Regions from separate parts of the Rattus norvegicus genome. Here region 1 is linked to region 2. Evidence: chromatin contacts called from public Hi-C data. All regions are on one chromosome and are shown on one strand. Each heading gives the region's core, a stretch centred on a gene start, on an enhancer-like site or on the middle of the called end of the contact. The rest is flanking DNA. Distances are from core to core; before and after follow the strand shown. Region 1 has its middle 180 kb from the start of Tle3. Region 2 holds the start of Tle3 (TLE family member 3, transcriptional corepressor).

Evidence for each region. Hi-C and Micro-C count contacts between places; a contact is called where the count stands out from the background.
Region 1: a contact with region 2 is called in a Hi-C map of mammary epithelial cells, with 2.0 times the contacts expected there. The contact joins the enhancer-like site here to the promoter of Tle3 in region 2. A contact is called at or near these places in 3 of 12 Hi-C or Micro-C datasets (Schwann cells, mammary epithelial cells and psoas muscle).

What each region holds. Positions count from the first base shown.
Region 1 is chr8:70,934,983-70,939,345 of GRCr8, reverse strand. No RefSeq gene overlaps it. Among named protein-coding and RNA genes, the nearest start is that of Tle3, 180 kb to the right of the region's middle. Within about 2 kb of position 2,040, at least 23 of the 93 cell types and tissues checked have an H3K27ac peak or open chromatin away from gene starts, as enhancers often do. A contact at or near this core is called in Schwann cells, where this site is marked.
Region 2 is chr8:70,751,069-70,755,182 of GRCr8, reverse strand. Tle3 (TLE family member 3, transcriptional corepressor) reads right to left here and starts at 1,406. Exons shown (of 20, transcript NM_053400.2): 1 at 649-1,406; 2 at 55-155. The coding sequence starts at 672.

The DNA.
Region 1 (4,363 bases), core at 791-3,290, 180 kb before region 2:
CCCCAGTGCAAGTCATTATCACCATATATGGTTTCCAGTGTTGTGGGAATAATTTCCTGGGTCCCTCCGCTTCTGTTTCTGTCACCCTACCCCTGCCTCTCTCTCGTTGGGGACAGACTGGCTGGCCAGTGAGCCTGGGAATCTGCTGTTTCTACCTCCTTGATGTTCAGAGTCCAAGAGCTCGCTGGCCCGCTCTCCTGCCTCACTTTTCATGTTTGTGTTGGAGATGGAACTCGGGTGCTGGTGCCTGCCTGACAAGAACTTCACTCACTGAACGAGCCATCTTCAAAGTCCCAGCTCTTCCTCACGTGGAACGACAGCTCCTTCGGAAGAGTAGATCAAGTCTCTTGTGCTCAGAACCATGCCACGATCTTCCCCACCATGCAGAGCAAGATGGTCCCTCAAGATGGCCGAAAGGTTCTGTGTGGTCTGCACGTCCTCTCAGCTCCATGCACTTGACCTTTGCCCTAGCAGCTAAGCCTAGCCCCTCTCTGGCAAAAATAAAAAGTAAAAACCCATCCTTGAGCCTGTGTGATGCATCTTCAGAGCTCTGCTCAGTAGATCCCTCTTTCTAAAAAAACCTCCTCTACCATTTGTCTACTTCGCCAACAACCTCATCTCTACCATGGTTGCTCAGATTTTCTTTTATCCGTGAAGCCACCCTGCATACCCCATTTTCTGCTGCTGTGCACACCCTTCAGTCTACTCTTCCCAGAGCTACCTTATATTCCATCCCCTCCCCCACTTACGACAAACTGCATAGTAGACTTCTGTACGACAGTTAATGTCCTTCTACGCTCTGGAGAAAAAATGACTCTGTTCTGCCTCTCGATAGGCTCTGCCCTAGTGTGCATCTCTGTTGATGTGATAAAACATTGACTGAAACAGACTTGGAAGGGATTTTCTTTCTCATAAAAGTTACAGTCGATCATAGAGGGAAGCTACAGCAGGAACTCAAGGCAAGAGCTTGAAGCAGATCCCACACAGAGAAGACCACTGTTTCCTGGCTTGCTCTCAGGTTCACAATTCAGTATCTTTCTCTAACAGCCCAGGCACACCTGCCTAAGGTTGGCACTGCCCATAGTGGGCTGGGCCCTCTTATATCTTTCAGTGATCAAGAAAACTTCCCACAGACATCCTTGCAGGCCAAGCTAATGGAGGTCATTTTCCAGTTTAGGTTTCCTCTTCCCAGGTGTGTCAAGCTGATAACCGAAATGAGCCATCACAGTATCCGAGCAAACTTAACAAAGCTGTAATGTCAAATGTCTGTCAGAGTTTGCCAGTATGTCCAATCGGGGCAGCAAGGTGCATGGCCCAGGATGCGAGAAACAATGATACGAAGCCAGGACTTCTTAGAGTTACATCCAAGAGTTGTTTGAAGGTTCACCAGGAGAGTGGAAAGAGGGCTCTTTCAAGGAACTCAAGATAGAGCTGGCAGGATGCTCAGCTGATAAAGGAGCTTGCCACCAAGCCTGACAACCTAGTTCCATCCCTTGGGATCCACGTAATAGGAGGAGAAAGTTGAATCCCTCAAGTTGTCCTCTGACACACACACACACACACACACACACACACACACACACACACACACACCATGACATGTATTCCCTTACACACATGTAAAATTAAAATAGGCAAGTATGATTTTATGGGTTTAAAAAAAAGCCAATTCTAATACAGATGTTCAATAATAGCAACAGAAATCCCCCCTTTAATATGTGATGCGTGACTCTTTTGCAGATGTGCGTGCTGCCTTCCATTGGCATACATGATGGACCTTAGGGTTTCCACTCCTAGTTAAGAGAGGGAGGTGCAAGGGGCTGGGGATTTAGCTCAGTGGTAGAGCGCTTGCCTAGGAAGCGCAAGGCCCTGGGTTCGGTCCCCAGCTCTGGAAAAAAAAAAAGAACAAAAAAAAAAAAAGAGAGAGAGAGAGAGAGGGAGGCGCAGAGAGACAGGCTGGCTTGCCCAGTGCATAGCTAGGAGGTGAGTGGGCTGCCACATTTGCCAAGGCTTGAGTTCCCTCCCTGCTCCCATGGACTCCAGTATGACTCAGTGGCTGACAGAGGGAAGGACAAACATCAATAGCCTTGCGTGGTCAGAGCAGCTGGGGTTGTCCCTTTTCAGAGATGTCCAATCTGGAAGGCTCTCCAGAGGCTGAGATCATTCCAAGAGCCGCCAACTCGCATTCCTTCCTACAGTCCGGTCCCTGTTCAGGCACCCGGAACATTCCCTGAACGTTTGCAGAACGGAGTCTTTAAGTGACCTCACTGGAGGCCATCCGTCCCCTCCACTCCCATCCCGAAATGCTGTCCCTTTCTCGAACAGTGAGCCAGCCTCCTTGACGTCTACTCACCTCTCCCCTTGTGTATGTGCATGGGCATGTGCATGTGCAAATGTGTATGCATGTGTGTGCCCATGGATGCTGGAGCCAGAGAACAGTTTCGGCTGCCATTCTCAAAGGTTGTTCATCTTGCTTTTGAGACACTCTTTGCGTGGCCTGGGACTCACCAAGTAGACTAACCCAGATGGCCAGTGAGCACCAGGAGACTGCCTGCCTCCATCTTCGAAGAACCAGATTCGGGTCCTCAAGTTGTATAAGCAAACATTTTACCAAGTAAACTATTTCTGCAGCTACATTCTTACTTCTCTCCTAGGAGATTATAAAATCAATAAAGGGCCTGGCAAAGTGGATCAGTGGATAGAGACACTTTCTCCAAGCCTGATGACTTGAGTTCAATCCCTAAAACCCACATGGTAGAAGGAAAGAACGGGCTTCCACAAGTTGTCCTCTGACCTCCGCACATATACCATGGCATGTGTGACTGCCCCACCCCAACACACAAATAAATCAATTAATGCACTAAAAAAATTAAAGATCAATGAGTGAGTCTGACATTTTAACCAAAACAATAGAATTGAAAGTCAGAGCGCTTCATGTTGACAAGACAGAGGCCAGACTGAGGGCCTCAGGCTGCCAGCAGAAGGGAGCTGTACCTGTGCCCGGCTAACAACAGCTGCATACAAAGGAGGTCATTCACCCTAAAAGTTTTTTAAAATTCTATAGTGTGTAACTTGGACTCCCATGGGGTTGTTTTGTCTACTTCGGTGGATGCTGGCCCACCCTTTCCCTGGCAGGGGCTATGGTGCCTCCAGAGCACATTCACAGAAGTCCCCCCAGAACTGACCACTTGCTGGGGGGAATGCTCTTAGCAGGCACTACTGGAAATGCTAACACTCGCATTGTTGCAAAACAGATAATTTGGAACTCAATCCTGGGCTCTGTGTGTATTCACTTGCTCAGTGCTGGTGCTTGCTTGGTTCTCTCTCTCTCTCTCTCTCTCTCTCTCTCTCTCTCTCTCTCTCTCTCTGTCTCTCTCTCTCTCTCTGTGTGTGTGTGTGTGTGTGTGTGTGGGGTGCTAAAAAAGACCCAGCCAGAGACAGGTGGTTCTCAGAGCCCTGCAGCTGGAGGGACTCAAGTCATGCCCAGTTGATTCCCATGTGAGAATTTAGGGCTCAAATATGGGATGTAAAAGCTGGCAGGACAAGCCAGCGTGGGCACAGTCCAAAGTCCATGGAGGCCTCCTTACGATTCCTGTAGAGCTGACGAGTCTCATATTCTAGTTGTCAAAAACCTCCGTGGGCCCGAGGCTCAGCTTTAATGTGCTTCTACTTGTCGCTTTGTTTGTTAGAAATGAGGTCTCAATGTAGCCCAGGCTAACTTCAAACTTTCTATGTAGCTTAGGATGACCTGACTTCTGATTCTCTTGTCTCTACCTCCCAAGTTCTGGGCTTGGAGGTATGTGCCACCGTGTATGATGTGTATGTGGTGTATGCTGCTGGGGGGCTGAACCCATGACTTCCTGCATGCTAGGCAAGCACCATATAAACTGAGCCACATCCATTTTGCAATGTCCAGCAGCTTCAGTCACTTTGGCACCTGCTTTGCTCCTCTATTTCCTGGTGGGCACGCTCTCAACAGTTACACTGATAATGGACTCTGAGCCCTTACTCTGCCATGGGCAAGGCAGTCCGTGCTTCTCTGTAAAGGTTTGTCACTCCTCCTCCACATGCCAGGCCTCGAATCCACACTGAGACTGTCAGCTTTGGGAGAATGAGGGTTGCCACAAGGTTGAGGTTGACCTGGTGTGATACACAGTGAGTTTGAGACCAGCCTGGAATACAGAGTACGGCTCTTCACCAAATAACAATAAACAAAGGACCCATACCAAAGCCCAGGAGTGGAGAAGCTGGTGGTGACAGAAACAAAAGACATCTCAGAGCCATTAAAAGCCACGTGCTAAGTCCTTGTGCTTCCCAGGAGTTGTCCACCACCACCACCCAGCATCTATTCAGTGTTAACTCG
Region 2 (4,114 bases), core at 157-2,656:
AGCGCGCCAGGCCGCCCTCCACGTCAGCCCGGGCCCACCCCCCACCCGCCTTACCTGTGATACTGAGCTTGCAGGAACTGGAATTCGTCTTTGATCCTGTCACAGGACTCGGCCACAGTGAATTTAAATCCTGGCTGCCCGGGTTGATGGGGTGCCTGGAGCCCACAAGGACGACATAGGGGAGAGGAGTGGGCACATCAGAAGGGCTCCACGCGGCCCCGTGCATCCGCTGGGTCCCTGGCCCCTCCCCGCCGGGAGCCACCGGCAAGGCCACCACCCCACAGCCCAGAACCTTCCCAGCAAGTTTTTCAACGCTCTCCCGACAGGACCGGGAAGCGGGCATATCGACCACCCCCAAAGCCAGAAGGGCTCCCGTGGCCAAGTGCCGAGGGAGCGAGTTGGAAGACTTAGGAGAGGGGCCCAGGGCGGGAGCCCACGTTCCCCTCCAACGCAGGCCGCCCGGGCCACTCGAGCGCAATTACCCTTGGCTCTCTACGGCGCCCCCACCCACCCAGCCCCTTTGTGTGAGCGCACACACACGCGCGCGCACCATAAAGGTAGCAACAAGCAAAATGGAGGTGCTAGATAAACTGCCTCGTTTACCCTGCCATGATAGATGCTTAAATAAGCCTACTTGCAATTACTCACCGGATGTCTGCCTTGCGGATACATGGCAGGGAGGGGTCGCGATTCCGAGAGCTTGGAAGCGCTGAGAGCCCGAGCCGGGGACGTGCGGGGGAGGGGGGAGGCGAGCCCGAGCGGGGGGCGGCCGGGGAACCGAGAGCTCGCCCCCGGCCCCCCCAGCCCGCTCTCGCAGCGAAATCCCAGAGTCGGGCGTGCGCCCCAAGTGCAGACAAAGAGCGGCGGAGCGAGCGGCAAAGTCGTCGGCGGGCTCGCGCTTTGTGCGCCTAAGGCTCGGCCGGCTGCGGCCGGCCACCTTCCCCCGGCTGCGTGGACAGTGTCAGAAGCCGGGTCTGCGTGGACATCATCGGCTCCCTGGCAGCTCCAGAGCAGGATCCCGAGGCCCGGAGGTTGGGGGGTGGGTTTCTCTTGTCCCCTCACGGGTCAATCAGCACGATGAGGCTGGAGGGGGGGGGGCGCGTCTGGGCAGCTCGGAGCATCCGGGGCGCGCGGGTCAAATCCCAGAGGCGGTCGGGCCCGGAGTCGCGGGGAGAAGAAAAAGGAAGCAGGCCACCGAGGTGACGGCTTGAGGACCGTGGGTGAGGGCTAGAGCCCAGCGAGGGCGCTTCGACGCCCCCCCCTCCCCTCGGAGAAGAGAGCCTGCTGCTCTGTCTGCTCCAGCCGCCGCCGCCAGTCCTTCCCAGGGCCGAGGAGGAACTCCGGGTTAGTCGGTGCAAATAATGGGCCGTGGCATCCTAACTCCAGCCGGCATAGGAAGCCTCGGCGAAGGGGTCTTCTTTGCTCTCAAGTGAATCGGCTGCGTCTCCGGCGGGGAGCGGTCGGCGTCCCTGCTGCCTAGGAGCGCGCAGGCTGGAGAGCACCGGAGGGGGAGACGTAGCCTGAGCCCGGGAGCTCTGCGGCTTCTTTCCTTCCTCCCAGCCTGGCTCTCCTCTCCGCGCCCCGCCAAACCCCCAAAACACACAAACACACGCACTCAACACACACACGTACACGCACTCAAAAAAAAAAAAAAAGTGGCTCGGACCTGCGGATACCACACACAGACAGGCGAAGGGGGCCGAGCACGAGGTCTGAACTGCCGCGAGAGCAGTTCCAAATAGGGACTGAAAAGTAACAAAATAATGTGGCGGCTTCGCCTAGCGTTGGCCAATGGGAATGCGAGGCTCCCACGTGGGGCCACGGGACTCGGACTGCGACTGGGCGCCGCCGGGCGCGACGTCACAATGCCCTCTTGTGTCTAAAACTATGCATGAAAAGTAGCAATCAGGCCCTACCCGCTGGTGACTTTCGCTTGGGAGTGAAAAACAGCGCTCCTCACATCAGGAATTAACCGAAAGACATATAATAAATAGATATATATTATAGTCCTGGGCAGCTAGGTTTTTTTCCTCTTTTTTTTTCCCACGATCTAGTAGCAAATAATTATTTGGCGGGAGGGGAGAAAGAGAAAACGAATAACAACAAAAGGGGGAAAAAGGACAAGCTGTACAATCCTTAAAACCTGTGGCTGGTAGTAATGGATCAGTTGATTCTGCAGAGGCGGCGAACGATTGCTCCCCTCTAATCTCATTAGGGTTGCAAAGCAGCCCAATTAGATACTATAAAACAAACAGAATCACTTTGTCAGTTTAATGTTTTCACTTCAAAAGATTTAGGACCGATAAAATGCTGGCTCCCAAAGTTACCTCCGACCTCTAAGACTGTTCTCCAAACTGAGTTTCTCTTTCTTTTATCCGTTTCTGTCCCCTCTCCCACCCTTGGGCGCCCTGCTTTTCTCCTTTGTTCATTCGCCCTTCTTCTCAGAAAGCCAAATAAACAGCGCCTCTGATGCACGGCGGCTGCCGGCGAGGGGGAAGTCTGAGAACTCTGGCTTGGCGGGCCGCGCAGATGGAAGGGCCCGGCTGTCTGCGGACAACTGGCTCAGTAGTGCGGCTAGCCCCACTTGGGGCTTTTGCCCTTTGGGGACAGCTACATCCTGGCCGCAGCCTTGCCAAGGCGGTTTCCTCAGCTGTGCTCCGGGCCCGAGATGGTGAAGAAGGGAATGCACGAAGTTGGGGCCCTCCCGGCTACGACCCTGAGTCCCGACCCCGTTTCTTGGCCTGCTGGTCTGCCCGGGCACATGCGTCGACAGCCACCCGTAGAAGAGCGACTGCGAGCCTGGAGTGGCCACGGTCACCAGCCTCGACACCCAAGGAGGAATAAACATTCGACTCTGGGGCCCAACTAAATGCTCGCAGACAAGGGTCACGTCGGGGCACACTGCCCACCCTATGTCCTCGGGCCTCGGAGAGGCAACGCCGAGTGGGCCGCCCAGGTGTCCTCGGGTCCCTCCCCGCTTTCCCACCGAGCTTGCACGCAAGCATACACTCCTGGCCCGCTGCGGGCGCGCGCGCCTCGCGCGCCCCCGGAATCTATATTTTCCCCTCATTAGGAGCCTGAGTTTCGCGTTTGCATCTTAATGAGTAGCTGGGAGCGCGCGGGGACCTCCACGTGAGCGGCCGCCCCGAGATGGAGCCTCTCAGAGCCCGCTCAGGCCTCGACCGCGCTCCCCTCTTCATTTATTTATTCTCCTAAATAAAAACATAAATCGTGTACGATGCGCACCGAAAAGGGGAGGGGGGGCAGGGAGAAGCCTAGCTCGACAGATGCGAGCATCTGGCCAAAGCATCCATTAGTCTCAAAATGGCTCCTCTTTGGAGCTTCCCTCTCCCCTCCCCCTTCTCTGCCCTCCCCCTTACGTCACGGGTGGGCGCACCCGCTTCCTACCCGGCCCGCCCCTTTCTCGCTCCGGCCCCCACGTGGGGCGCGCCGGCCACACCCCCGAGCAAGTCTAGAAACCAATCACAGACCAGCAAAGAGACTCTCGACTAGTAATTGGTGGAGATTCCGGGAGCTGTCAGTCCTTGGCCGGAGCTGTCAGTCAAAACCACGAGGGGTGGGGGAGCGCTGACAAATGCCGAGGCTTCTGAGCCTCCCGCTTGCAAATAGTGCTTGGAATGGCTGCTTAATTAGCTTTGAATGGCTTTTCCTTCCAGCTCAAACAATCTGTCACTACCATGTGGTATAAAGGAGCCATGCATAAAAAAGTAAGCAGAGGCTAAATATCAATTTGATTTTGTGTATCAAAGGAATATTTTATTTTTCTCCCTAGTAATGAAACGTATCAATTTAAATAATAAAAGGTAAAAACACACACACAAACCCTGAAAAAAAAGAAGAAAAAGGAAAGAAAGAAAGAAAGAAAAAAAGAAAGAAAATCAAAACCCAAACTCCACGATGTTCCGACTCCTGCGCACGTCTGAAATAGGTAATTTCTATGGGCCGCGTTCAGGAAGTCTGAGATTCTCCCTCTCCACCGCCCCCCTTTAAACTTGCATTTAGTTTTTTTGTCCTGGTCCTAGGAGTGCTGGGGGAGGGGTGTCAAGGGGAGGAGAGGTGAGGTTGGGGAGAAAGGAGAACTTTAAAGGGATCT